Linked DNA regions of Sus scrofa: regions 2 and 3 are each linked to region 1. The links are chromatin contacts, called in public HiChIP or PLAC-seq maps. All regions are on one chromosome and are shown on one strand. The core of a region is the stretch at or near the end of the contact, and the rest is flanking DNA. Distances in the headings are between cores, read along the strand shown. Region 1 has its middle 120 kb from the start of JUN. Region 2 overlaps FGGY (FGGY carbohydrate kinase domain-containing protein). Region 3 overlaps FGGY (FGGY carbohydrate kinase domain-containing protein).

Region 1 (4,087 bases), core at 679-3,178:
TCTGCTTCAGTTGTGGTTCCCAGCTGTGAGTCTCCGAGGAGCACTTGCCTCTTAGACCATGAAAAGATGTTACAGGAAAAAAGACTGATGGTCCATTTAATATGGGAAATTCTTGGTTGGAAAAAAAAAAAAAAAGTTAAGTTTTTCTCACTCCAGGACTTCACAGAATTTCTAGATACAAAATTACACTGTGGGTCTTTATGACAGGGACACTGTAGTCAGCATTCCCCATATTAAATTGGTCACAGAACATGACCAGGAAATAATTTATTATTAAGTTCATTCCTTAAGAATTGCTGGCCTCAAGTTCTTAAAAAAATTAAAATAAATAAATAAATAGATTCGGGAGCTCCCATTGTGGCTCAGTGGTAATGAACCTGACTAGTATGCATGGAAAGAGGATTCGCTCAATCCTTGGCCTTGCTCAGTGGGTTAAGGATCCAGCATTGCCATGAGCTGTGGTGTAGGTCGAAGATGCGTCTCAGATCCAGCGTTGCTGTGGCTGTGGCGTAGGCCGCCAACTGTAGCTCTGATTCAACCCCTAGCCTGGGAACTTCCATATGCCATGGGTGTGGCCCTAAAAAGACACTAAAATAAATTAAAAAACAAAACAAAACAAAACCAACAATGAAAAAACAACCAACTGAACAGAAAAACAAAAAACAAAACAAAACAAAACAAAAACCAAAACAAAACCACAGGTTGTGTTATCAAACAGGACTGAGTTAAATTTCTGGCTCAAGTCCTAGATGACCTTTGACATGCTATTTCACTTCAGTAACTGTAAAATGAGAGGAAGACTATTCACCTCAGTGTAGCTTTGAGGGTTACACTGAAAAAGTATATAGAAAATTCAGCGTCATGCCTGAGGCATAGTAGGTATTCAAAAATTGGCAGCTCTAATTAGCTAAAGCCTGAGTGGCTTAACTAAAGCTAAGCTCACACAAGAAATGACGGTGCTGGGAGAGATAAAAGAGCGGTTTGAGATTAACACTACTATATATAAAATAGATAACTAACAAGGACCTTATAGGTTTGTAATATCCTATGAGGGGAAAGAATCTGAGAAAAGATTCTGAAAAGAGTCTGAAAAAATATGTGTACACACACACACGTTTATAACCGAATCACTTTTCTGGACACTTGAAACTAAAACAACATTGTGAATCAACTATATTGCAATTTAAAAATCATTTAAAAAAAAGGAAAAAAAGAAATGACAGTATTAAACCTTGAGTTTCCTTCTCTGGGTCTTTCTGGTTCACCTCACCTCTCTTTACTAAATCAACAGCAAAGAAACCCAGTTCATGAAAGGAGATGGAAAGTCTCTTCAAATCTGGTGTGATTTTATAGGTCAAGTCGGTTTTAAACAGGAGACAACCATTTCCTTCTCTCCCTCCAGCCTTGTCCCCTCTATGTCAATCCCGGCCAAAGGAAGCGGCAGGGGGGCCTGGCGGGCTCCCCTCTCCTCCCCGCCTCCTCCCAGTTCCTGTTCCTGTGGTTCTCCGAGCCCCCAGCAGATGGGCCGCCCTTATCAGCCAGCTCCAGGCCAGAGGAGGAATCCTCAGGTCACATGCGGCTCCCCGCAGGGCAGGAGACCTTGTAAATAAGCACAACCCCAGCAGAGGAGGGAGGAGGGTCGCTGGAAAAGAATCCTTGACATTTTGGTGACTGGGCCGGGATTAAAGGCCACCAGGCCTAGCTCTTATTGGCCATTTCTGTGAGGAGTTGCCAATCCCTGGATTCAAGGCAGCCTTTAAATAGCCCTGGGAGCTGGGGCATTCCCAGTGTGCTTCTGCCTTGATCCAGGCCTAATCCCTTGCCCAGGACTGACCTTTCACAGTTTACAGAGCACTTTATCTCTTGGCTCAGTGGTGTCTCACAGGGCTCTGCTGAGAGAAGGGACTAGATCACTGCCCCCAACTTCTAAATGAGGAAACTGAGGCTTGGACCCTGAATGACTTCCTCCTGGCTACACAGCTGGCAGCGGTCGAGTCTGGGCTGAGATCCACATCTGTTCGGGCACCAAATCCAGAGGTCTGCCCATCACACCAGTGTCCTCCATTGTGGTCTTCCTTTGTGCCCAGCATCTGTGCCCCGACCCGCCCCCCTACCGCCCCACCACCACCGGGAACCCACATTCCCAGGAGGAGTGAGTGCCAAATGGGTGGATTTCAACATAATTCAGTGAATGAAGCCAGTCCAAAAACGGTCATACTCTATCATTTCCTGCATCTAGAACTCTAGAAAACGCAGGCTGATGTACAGGGTTAGAAAGCAGATGGGCCGTGGTTGGAGAAGGGAGGGAGGAGGGGAGAATGCAAGGGGACAGGAGGACACTTGGAGGTGGGGGTGATGGGTTCACAGGTGTGTAGGTAGTGAATTGTGTGCTTCAATTCACACAGCTTATTGCACTCAATGATACCTCCATAAAGCTATTAAAAAAGAGAAAGAGAAGAGAAGAAAAAGAATGCAGGAGTTTGGCAGAGTAATTAAAGAACCCTGAGAAGACTTAAAAGGGTACACAGAGTTCCACAGGCACTTGGGAGAGAAGAGATTCTTCTCTGAGTTGTAAAGATCAGGAAAGTGTTCTTGGAACAGGTGTCCGATGTGGCTCTAGGATGGACAGGGAGGTGTGAGGTCAAGGAAGATGAAGGTGGACGATGCAAGGAGTTGAGGGAATAGAGCGGGGTGTGCTCTTCCTCCCCATCCCCCACTTTCTTCTGGATCCTTAAAGGCCTGAGGTTAAAACAGCCGCAATTCTCTCTTTTCTTCAGAAAGTCAGACACCTGCCCTACTTGGCGGGCAGCTGCTTTTGCTAATAAGACTCCTGCCCTTCTCCCTCCCCCACTGTGCAGCTCATCCCTTTAGGTCTGGCTGGGCCCCCTCCCTGCCCTCTCCGATTTCCTCTCTTAACTGAACTGCCAAGTGCTTGCTGGGTGAGCCATCGACAGCCCCAGCTCCCAGGGCCCCGGGCACCCTTATTTCAGTCCCTTCCAAATCTCGCAAAAAGAAGGAGGTTTGGGGGGATGCATGTGGGTGTGTGATGCGATTCTAGGTACAAAATGAAAATAGCTTTTTTTTCCCTTTCGTAACCTTTGGCTTAGTAAATAGACAATCACTGGAAAATTTTGAATAATGACTTTCTTCAACGATATTGTCATACAGCAAGAAGAAACTCAAGCATCGTTACACTGGTGCACACTGATTATGGTTAATCTGGTCCAGAAGCAATTTGGTTGGCTGCTGTTATAGTTTGTAAAACATTAACTTGGGTTTGGATGATCCTGTTATTCATGACTCCACATAAGGGACCCTTCCAATGATGAATGGAACCACATATGAAATTGTGGGTTAGCTCTTGCTTTTCAGTTTCCTTGGCATGTGTGTTGATTTGAAACTGCCCCCTTTTAAAAATTGCCTTATTAATTAAATAACCCAGTCAGCCACATTCCCTCCTCCTAATTCAGCGCTCAAATGTAAGCTTAGTTCTGGAGTCAGCTTTCTAACCTTGGCTTAAGGGACATTAGTCACTGGGAGCAAAATGTGGCATCTGAACAGCTGTTCCAGGCATTCAGAGTCCAGGTTTGGAGACAGTTGGGGAAGGGAACCAAGAGTTATTTACCTAATACATACCCTGTGCAGGCTTTTTTTTTTTTTTTTTCCAGGGCCACACCTGCAGCATATGGAAGTTACCCTGGCTTGCAGAAATGCAGGATCCTTAACCCAATGAGCTAGGCCAGGGATTGAACTTGCAACCTCAAGGAGACTAGTCAAGTTTATCACCCGCTGAAACATGACAGGAACTCCTTGCTTTTTTTTTTTTTTTTTTTTTTTTTTTTGTTTAGCAGCCCCGTGGCATATGGAGTTCCCAGGTCAGGGATCAGATCTGAACCACAGTTGCAACCTACACTGCAGCTATGGTAATGCCAGATCCTTTAACCTACTGTAATGGACCAGGGATCGAACTTGTGTCCTGGCACTGCAGGAACTCCCCTGTACCAAGCATTTTTATAAAACATTGCTCTTTCAATTCTCTGAACAGCCCATTAATGTGTTCTTTGGCTGGTTTAAGATCTATCTTCTC
Region 2 (4,087 bases), core at 637-3,136, 640 kb after region 1:
CCTCTGAAAGTGTCTCAGAAAAGATACGGATTCTTGGCTCTGATTTGAGTCTAAATCCTGGTTCTGTCTTGTTTGGAGGCTGGAAACTTGAGTTAATATCTCTGAAGCTCAGTTCTCTTTCCCATCAAAAGCAAGTCCGACACTGGCTTGCCCAGCACCTTGGGTGGGGGGAATGTGTGTTCAGGGGCCCCTGCTCCCTGTGGGAGGACAGAGAGGCTTTAGGTCATGTCACTTCATGTGACGGTGGTGGCTCTGCAGCACCCTGCATGCCTCATCCAGAAATGGCAGCACGGAGGGTCATGATCACCTGTCTGCTGTGGCCATGCTGCCCCATGTGCCACCTGGGCACTGCCCCTGTGACATAGTAGGTAGCCAAGCAAGGGTAGGTTTCACACCCCGACTCCCCATCTCCCTTCTCCTGACCTCCTTCATCCAACCATCACTCTCTACAGTCTCCATTGTTGTAGAGAAAATGTAAGAGATAACCTCCTTCATCCTATGCCCCTCGGCTGATATTCAACAAACGCTTCTCAGTTTATAACAGTTCTGCAGTCGCTCACTGGGGGAGCCATCCATGTAGCTATAGGTAGTTTCTAGTTCTGTTTGCCCAGCCAGGTTAGCCGTCTCTTCTTTTGTGAGGCCAAAAATGGAGAGAGAGAGTTCTGCAGATCAGGATTTTTTTTTTTTTTTTTTTTTTTTTTGCTCTTTTTGTATTTTTCCAGGGCTGCATGCGCAGCATATGGAGGTTCCCAGGCTAGGGGTCTAATTGGAGCTGTAGCCACACAGGCTTATGCCAGAGCACAGCAACTCAGGATCCAAGCCGAGTCTGCGACCTACACCACAGCTCATCTGCGACCTACATTACAGCTCCCGGAACTCCAGGATCAGGATTCTTTAGGTTTAGTCTTGTATGGACATGGCCCAAATTCCCTTGAACTAAACCTGATTAGCAGGAGTGGGGTCTTTGGGGAGTGCTTGCAAAAGGCAACAATGGATGCACATGCACAGAAATTGTGACTTTTATTGAAAGAGGCCCCATTATAAAACAGCCTATGGAGTTCCCATCGTGGTGCTGTAACAAATCTGACTAGGAACCATGAGGTTGTGGGTTCAATCCCTGGCCTCACTCAGTGGGTTAAGCGATCTGGCATTGCTGTGAGCTGTGGTGTAGGTCTCAGACACGGCTCAGATCCCAAGTTGCCGTGGCTGTGGTGTAGGCCAGCGGCTATAGCTCCGATTAGACCCCTAGCCTGGGAACCTCCATATGATGCAAGTGTGACCCTAGAAAAGACAAAATAAATAAATAAAACAGCCTACATTCTCTTTGCCTTTATATAATAAGCTGTTAACAAGGTAAAGCCTCAATTGTGTTTAATCCCAGTGACAGATCTTCCCAGTAGAAATGAATCCAGGTGATAGTTTCTTATCTCGCTTTCTCTTCTCTAGAGTCAGTACAACATCTGTACCCTACTTTAGCATTCTAGTCAAGATGGTATCAGATCGTACTTTTTAAAATTAAACACCCCTGTGTACACCAATCCATAAATAAGAAGTACACTTTGGCCAGTATGGAGGTGATGATATTAATACAGGCTACGTTTCCCTGAGTCACTGAATGTACCAGGCACTGTACCAATGCCTATAATAGACTGTGTCACATTTAATCTTTACAAGTCTGTGAAAAGAGGTCCTGTTTGCCCCATTTTTCAGATGAACACCCCAAGGGCCAAGGTCACACAGCAAGTTGAGACAGAAAATTGAGAGTCGAACCAGAAAATCAAAAGTCAGTGGTCACATTGTTGAGACAATAACTCAGGCCAGACTCTGGTCTTAATAAGGGAAACACAGAAACTAAACAGGAGCAGGGCAGGGAGAGAACCTGTCCCCAGCAACCCAGAAGTCAAAATCAGAGCATGGCCAATGGAAGCACTGTGTCATAGGTGCCAAGGTCTTGTCACAGGGGAAAAAGCTATGTCATTCTCCTCTGTCCCTGCTCATCAGCCTTGACTGTGAGGCTGCTCCCAGGCATCTTTTCAAAGGAACCCTAAATTCTATAGGCCAGAGCTGCTTTTCCTAACAGCCAGTTTAGAATCAAAAGAGCATTGATTGGGCCATATTTGAGAACCACTTGATAGTTAGTGCTTGGCTCACGCATGAGGGATGTGACAGAAATAGAAAATATGGTTCTGACTTTAAGGGTCCAATTTGCTATGTGACATCAGAGCAACAGAGCTAAGAATCCCTCTGATGATTAGCTACTGTGTAGACTGGGCACCCCCCCCCCCGAAGCTCCTTCCCCTCCACCCCGCCTACCCCTCCCCCACCACAGAAGAAACTAGTAAATGTTCACCCACCACAGATTGTTGGGACTGTGAAAAAGATATAAGACATGATTTTACATCTTTGGGGTCAGACAGCTCTCAGAGCTTCCAAAGCCGAAGCCAGTCTGAGCTCCCTGGAGCCAGTCAGGCATTGGTTTAGGAAAGGCCACGTGTGGTTTCTTGTCCACAGGGGAAAGAAAATCAGGGGGAACTTGAGGAGAACCTCAAAGTTTTTTTGGGGGTTCGGTCTCTCTTGCAATTAACTTTGGGTGCATTGAGGTAAGTAGATGAGAAACATATGAATGACATTTCTGTTGTGATCATATATGGATGACAGAATGATGATGAATGAAGAATGATAAAGATGAAAGTTTAAGGAGTCTTAAATCCTTTGCGAATAATTCAGGACATTGCAAACGATACTTGGCAGCCTCCCTCCATCCCAAATTTGGGGACCGTTTGGTTGGATGACACAGTTGCTTGGCGCCTTTCCTGTTCAGTCAGACCACTGAAGATCTGTGAACAGGTTTCATGTATTCTTGTTTTGCTCAGAAATAAAGGGATTGGGTTTCTCAGAAGGACCAACTCTGAACCTTTCCAGAAACCTCCAAATAGAGGAGAGGAAACTTTGGCAAGCCTGAGCTTTATTAACCACGTTTCCCTTATAGCTGATTGGATGTATGGTTATAGTCTGTTGTTGCTCTTCATGCTGGTGAGGTTGTCATGTTAATAATAATGGTAGCCATGCCCGGCATTTGGATGATGTTGGCATTTGCAAGGCATACGACACATGGCACATGAAGTATGTATTATGTATGTATTTACAGATCTTGGCATGTACATTGACCTATGTAACATGTGTTAGGACACAACGTGGAAGTACAGAGAGCTAAGGGAAGACACGGGGAGGAGCAGCCAAGCCAGCACTGGGGAAGAAGTCAGAATTTAGAGAAGGTTTCCCAGAGCGGGTAATACAGAACAGAGTCTTATAAAAGGACATGTAAGCATTAGTCAGGGGAAGGTGAGAGAGGCAGCCTTTTTAGACAGAAAGAAGAGAATTTATGAAGATTTGGAGATGAGGAAGAAGATGGTTCACTTGAGGAACTTCTAGGCTTTTATGGACTCACTGCCATCAAAAATGATGGGACAAAGGCTGGGGGATATGACCACATGTATGATTAGGCCAAATAGATCAAAGCCAGGTCTCATATGCCATGGGGAGCATCTAAAGATGTACATAAGGGAAGTGATTTAATTAGGTTTGTGTATTAGAAAGATCAGGAGTTCCCATTGTGGCTCAGTGGTAAGGAAGCTCACTAGTATCCACGAGGGTGCGAATACGATCCCGGCATTTCCATGAATTGTGGTGTAGGTTGCAGATGCAGCTCAGATCTGGCATTGCTGTGGTGCAGGTGGGCAGCTGCAGTTCTAATTTGACCCCTAGCCTGGAAACTTCCATATGCTGCAGGTGTGGGCAAAGAAAGAAAGAAAGATAGATCACTGTGTTGGAGGTATGGAAGTTGGAGTCTCTGAATAGGGCTTGCAGGGTTGCAGGGGGAAGGACAATATTTGAAACCTAATTTAATTAATTGCTATTATAATAAATCCAAGCAAGAAAATGAAATTGATTGACTAATATAGTGGCAGTGGGGAGAAGCACAAGAGCTTGTGTTTGAAAAATAGAGTTAACAACACATGCAACCTTATGTGAAACAGATGAATGAGATCAAAAAGTCAAGAATGCTAAGCTGGGCGTCCCCACTGTG
Region 3 (4,087 bases), core at 1,189-3,688, 570 kb after region 1:
TTAACTAAAAGACCTAGGGCTTTTCATCTATAAGCCGACTACCATGCACTTCTTGAATTAGATGCAAGCAGCCAAGGAGGTTTGAGAGTCTCTGTTTCACTAAGTATGACATCTACATTGTCTTATACCATAGTATCATTGTACCTAGTGAGAGACTTGAGCCTTCTGGTCAACCATTTTCTAGGCACGTGCATAGGACTTAGTACATTACATTGTGCCTGAGTGAGAGAGGAGAGTGAATCACTCGTGGGATTATACTAGGAGTTATGTTCCTTGCCTCAGTAGCATTCAAGAGGTAATCTTGAATCCAATCTCTGCTCCTTACTCTCCCAGCTGCTGGTATTCAGCATCATATATGTGCATAGTATTGTTTTGCCTAAGTTGATCGATCTGTGCTTTCTGCCCTCTTCTTTCTAAAAGAAATCTATAAATTCAGTTGAATGAACATTACTTAGAACTTAGATTGTGGACACTGCTGGGTTCTAGGGGGAGGGGAAATGATAACACAGATAAATTAAATCATCTTTGATCTATTCTTTGTCCAGGAGGAGAGAGAGGGAAAGAGACGCAGGGAAAAAACAAAACACAGCATACAAGTCATTCAAAATTTGATTTAAAATGTATGGTGTGTTTATTGATTAAATACCTACTGTAGGTCAGAATACAAGGCTATATAAAAATACGTAAAAGGGAGTTCACATTGTGGCTCAGTGGGTTAAGACCCCAACATAATGCCCATGAGGCTGCAGGTTCGATCCCTGCCCTTGCTCAGTGGCTTAAGGATCTGAGGTCACCACAGGTTGTGGCATAGGTAACAGATGCTGCTTGGGTTTGATGATGCCGTGACTGTGGTGTAGGTCTGCAGCTCTGATTTGACCCCTGTCCCCAGAACTTACATATACTGCATAATACATAAAAGACAGTCCAAATCACAGAAGAACTTATAAGACTGTAATAGTTACAAGATGTAATTCAGAAAAGGCACTGGTTGGGAATAGTGTCTACTGAGAATAAGCCTATAAGGGCAGGGACTCTTATCTATCTTGTTCTTTAATGCATTTTCAGCAGGACAGCAGTGCTTGGTACATAGTAGGTACTTAGTGAACATTTCCTTAATGAATTACAATTGATGAGGATATCATCAGAAAATTATTTAATCAGCTATATTGCAATAAAATTTTTTACAAAGTTAGTAAAAATATTTAATCAATAATTTAAAATAGAATTTAATAAAATGGAATTGAATTCCTAGTGAAAATGATTCTGGTTTTAAGAGGGAAATGAATGCTTAATGTTTCAGCAGATGTCTTTCAACAGGTGGCTGAACATGTCAGGTTGGAGTTTTTCATTACTTTCTTGGACTGAGTGAATTGTTCTGGGCCTTGGGTACCTTCCATTCAGGAGTAAGAATTGCTGGAATGTTTTTCATTTAGTCTTGTGTCAGTCGTGGTTCCAGGTCTAGAAAACTCCCTAAGCCAACCTGCCCAGGTGAGATCTCTATAGAGGGATTTAGGTGCTAGGTACAGGTCAAGCCCCTGACTCTGACAGTTCTTTTAAATCAGTAGCCAGTCGGAGTTCCTGCTGTGGCTCAGTGGTAACAAACCCGACTAGTATCCTTGACAAAGTGGGTTCGATCCCTGTCTTTGCTCAGTGGGTTAAGGATCTGGTGTTGCTGTGAGCTGTGGTGTAGGCTGGCAGCTGTAGCTCCAATTCTACCCCTAGCCTGGGAGCATCCATATATTGTGGGTGCTACCCTAAAAAGCAAAAATAATTAAAAAAAATATTAATAATAAATCAGGAGGCAGTCTGCTGGCCATCATGCACACACAATGGCACTATTTTTTGTGGGTTTTTTGTTTATTTGTTTTTTGGTTTGTTTTATTTATTTATTTATTTTTTCCATTGAGGGCTCATGGTTCACATAACGTTGGGGCTCTACAAGAATTGGACCAGGTCTTAACAATCTTTGAAGCTACGCCAGGACATAGTATGCCTGTGTAAAACAGCAAACTCATGCAAAGTACCACAGTCATTTGAAATTACCTCCAGCCTATTGTTTGAGAGTTGCCCGTTCTTGTTTTTGTTCTCCCTTCCCTACACCAAATTGAAAGTCCATTCAGTCCGAAAGGACTCTGCAGGCAGGGCAGGATGTCACTTAGCACTGTCCCGGCCGATCCAGCTGACCTGTTGACCTTGGCAAAAATGAGCGGGGACTGGGGGTCCGGTGCCAAGCACAGAGGGACCAGGGTCGCATACCACCCACGCCCAAACCTCTCGCTGACATTTCCATGGGCTCTGAGCCAGCTCTCCCCGCTGGGTTTCATCTCCTGTTTGTAGGAATACAAAGGAACACTGAACCTTCCAGTTAATACAACACCCTGCCCCCACCTCCCCCTTCCTGGAGAGGATAACAGTTCTGTTGACCATTATAATGCATTTTCTGTCTCCCAGCAATCCACACAGTCATTAATTTCTGCTGCTGACGTCAGGCAAGAGGATTATGTGTGTGTCTGAAACTGTTCCCAAAGTGCTCATTAGTCATAGATAATTGAAAAACTGGTAGGGGAGGATTTGGTGTAATAGTAGCCCCCGCCTATGAAGAGAGACGGCAACCACCGGCTAATTGTAGGCCCCAGCGTGTGACCCTCACACCGACTCTGCCCATCGGAATGGGAATCAGTGGCCATGAGCCCAGCAGCCCTCAGAGCGGTTGCTTTTTTACACCCCAAGGTGAGCTTGTGTTCACAGGAACAGAGGCCACAGCCAGAGCAAGGAAATACGTGAACGGGCCTCGGGCCTCTCTCCTGCCTTCAGGCTGAGGAACAGGGTTTAAAAAAGGTGTGCAGTGTTCTCCCTAGTGGAACTGTGCGTTTATTTTAACTAGCTTGTCTCGATCATGAAAGACATACAAGGCCAGGGTACAGAAGAAGCCCAAATGACAGCCCTTCCCTGGACCCGAGTCTCCACTGTAACAATATTCTGCATATTTTTTCTAGGATTTTTCTGGGAGTGTATGTGCTTAATTTCGGTACCGTTTAATACAAGTCACAAATGGGATCTTACTCCAATTGCTATTCTGCAGCTTGCCACTTTCCCTTAACTTATCCTGGACTCCCTTCCACATCCATACTTTTAATTCTTCCTCGTTCATGTTAACGGCTGTGAAGTGTTTTCTGCTGAATACATGTGCTCTAATTTGTTCACCCTGCATAGAGTTAAGGGGGCAAATACCTTTGGAAATATTACAGAAAAACTACGTTCAAAGTAGAGCAATTAGAAGGTATAGGTTAATTAAAAAAAAAATGAAAAACACGTATTTTCTCTCTCCAGGGAAAACCTCTTCTCTGTATTGCTTCCTTAGGAAGGGATTTTTACAAATAAATCCATCTACATCTCTGTGGTTGTTTTTTAAAAGAAGTCTTCTCTGCTACTGTTTGGCAGCCTGCTTTTTTAGTTGGCTTGATTGTTTTAAAGATGAAAATGATTTCCTGTTCTCGCCTTTCTCTACACTGCAGGTTTATCTTCTTAAATGATAAATCAGGGAGCTCAGAGCTGTTGGTCATTGGGGCCACACTGCCTTAGTTGGCCCTGCCTGAGGTCCCCTGCTCTTGTCCAGGTGGCCACAGGTCCCCTTGCCTACCTGGTGCCCTTTTTTGCCAACATACCGAATGCCTCACACCCTCTGTGCTCATCGGGACTCCCTGCAGTGAACCCACTTTCACTCTAATGGCATCCGTTTCCCCAAGCACTGAAACCAGCAATCGGCCACCTGTCTTTCCAGACCAAGCTCGGATGTCACCTTCCTCTTGATTTCCTGCCCTCGCCAGTGCTCTGAGACCACCACGCACATTCCACCTTCAGAGCTTTTATCTACAGTCTTGAGGGCCTTGGTTTGCACAGACTGCTGTGCAAGCCTTCTGAGATCGGAGGCTCGTCTTTCACTCATTCCCCAGCACCCAGATCTAGGCACAGGGCAATGGAAAATATCTGGGGCCTTCATCATAACCATTGTCTTGAAATGTTCGCTGAATGGTTGAATGAAGAAATGAAGAGACCGCAAATGCAGAGGCTGTGAAGTTCTGATGAA

What was found. HiChIP or PLAC-seq counts read pairs in DNA pulled down with a chosen protein or histone mark.
Region 2: a contact with region 1 is called in an H3K27ac HiChIP or PLAC-seq map of skeletal muscle. The contact joins two enhancer-like sites. A contact is called at or near these places in 2 of 47 Hi-C or Micro-C datasets (both in skeletal muscle) and 2 of 2 datasets of contacts at active chromatin or transcription factors (alveolar macrophages and skeletal muscle).
Region 3: an H3K27ac HiChIP or PLAC-seq map of skeletal muscle shows a contact between it and region 1, with 5 times the contacts expected there. The contact joins two enhancer-like sites. A contact is called at or near these places in 2 of 47 Hi-C or Micro-C datasets (mesenteric adipose tissue and retroperitoneal adipose tissue) and 1 of 2 datasets of contacts at active chromatin or transcription factors (skeletal muscle).

Annotation. Positions count from the first base shown.
Region 1 is chr6:153,565,297-153,569,383 of Sscrofa11.1, reverse strand. No RefSeq gene overlaps it. Among named protein-coding and RNA genes, the nearest start is that of JUN, 120 kb to the left of the region's middle. Within about 2 kb of position 1,928, at least 39 of the 83 cell types and tissues checked have an H3K27ac peak or open chromatin away from gene starts, as enhancers often do. A contact at or near this core is called in retroperitoneal adipose tissue and skeletal muscle, where this site is marked.
Region 2 is chr6:152,922,885-152,926,971 of Sscrofa11.1, reverse strand. All of the region lies in intron 8 of FGGY (FGGY carbohydrate kinase domain-containing protein), which reads left to right. Among named protein-coding and RNA genes, the nearest start is that of HOOK1, 220 kb to the right of the region's middle. Within about 2 kb of position 1,886, at least 3 of the 83 cell types and tissues checked have an H3K27ac peak or open chromatin away from gene starts, as enhancers often do. A contact at or near this core is called in skeletal muscle, where this site is marked.
Region 3 is chr6:152,997,387-153,001,473 of Sscrofa11.1, reverse strand. All of the region lies in intron 6 of FGGY (FGGY carbohydrate kinase domain-containing protein), which reads left to right. Among named protein-coding and RNA genes, the nearest start is that of FGGY, 210 kb to the left of the region's middle. Within about 2 kb of position 2,438, at least 23 of the 83 cell types and tissues checked have an H3K27ac peak or open chromatin away from gene starts, as enhancers often do. A contact at or near this core is called in retroperitoneal adipose tissue and skeletal muscle, where this site is marked.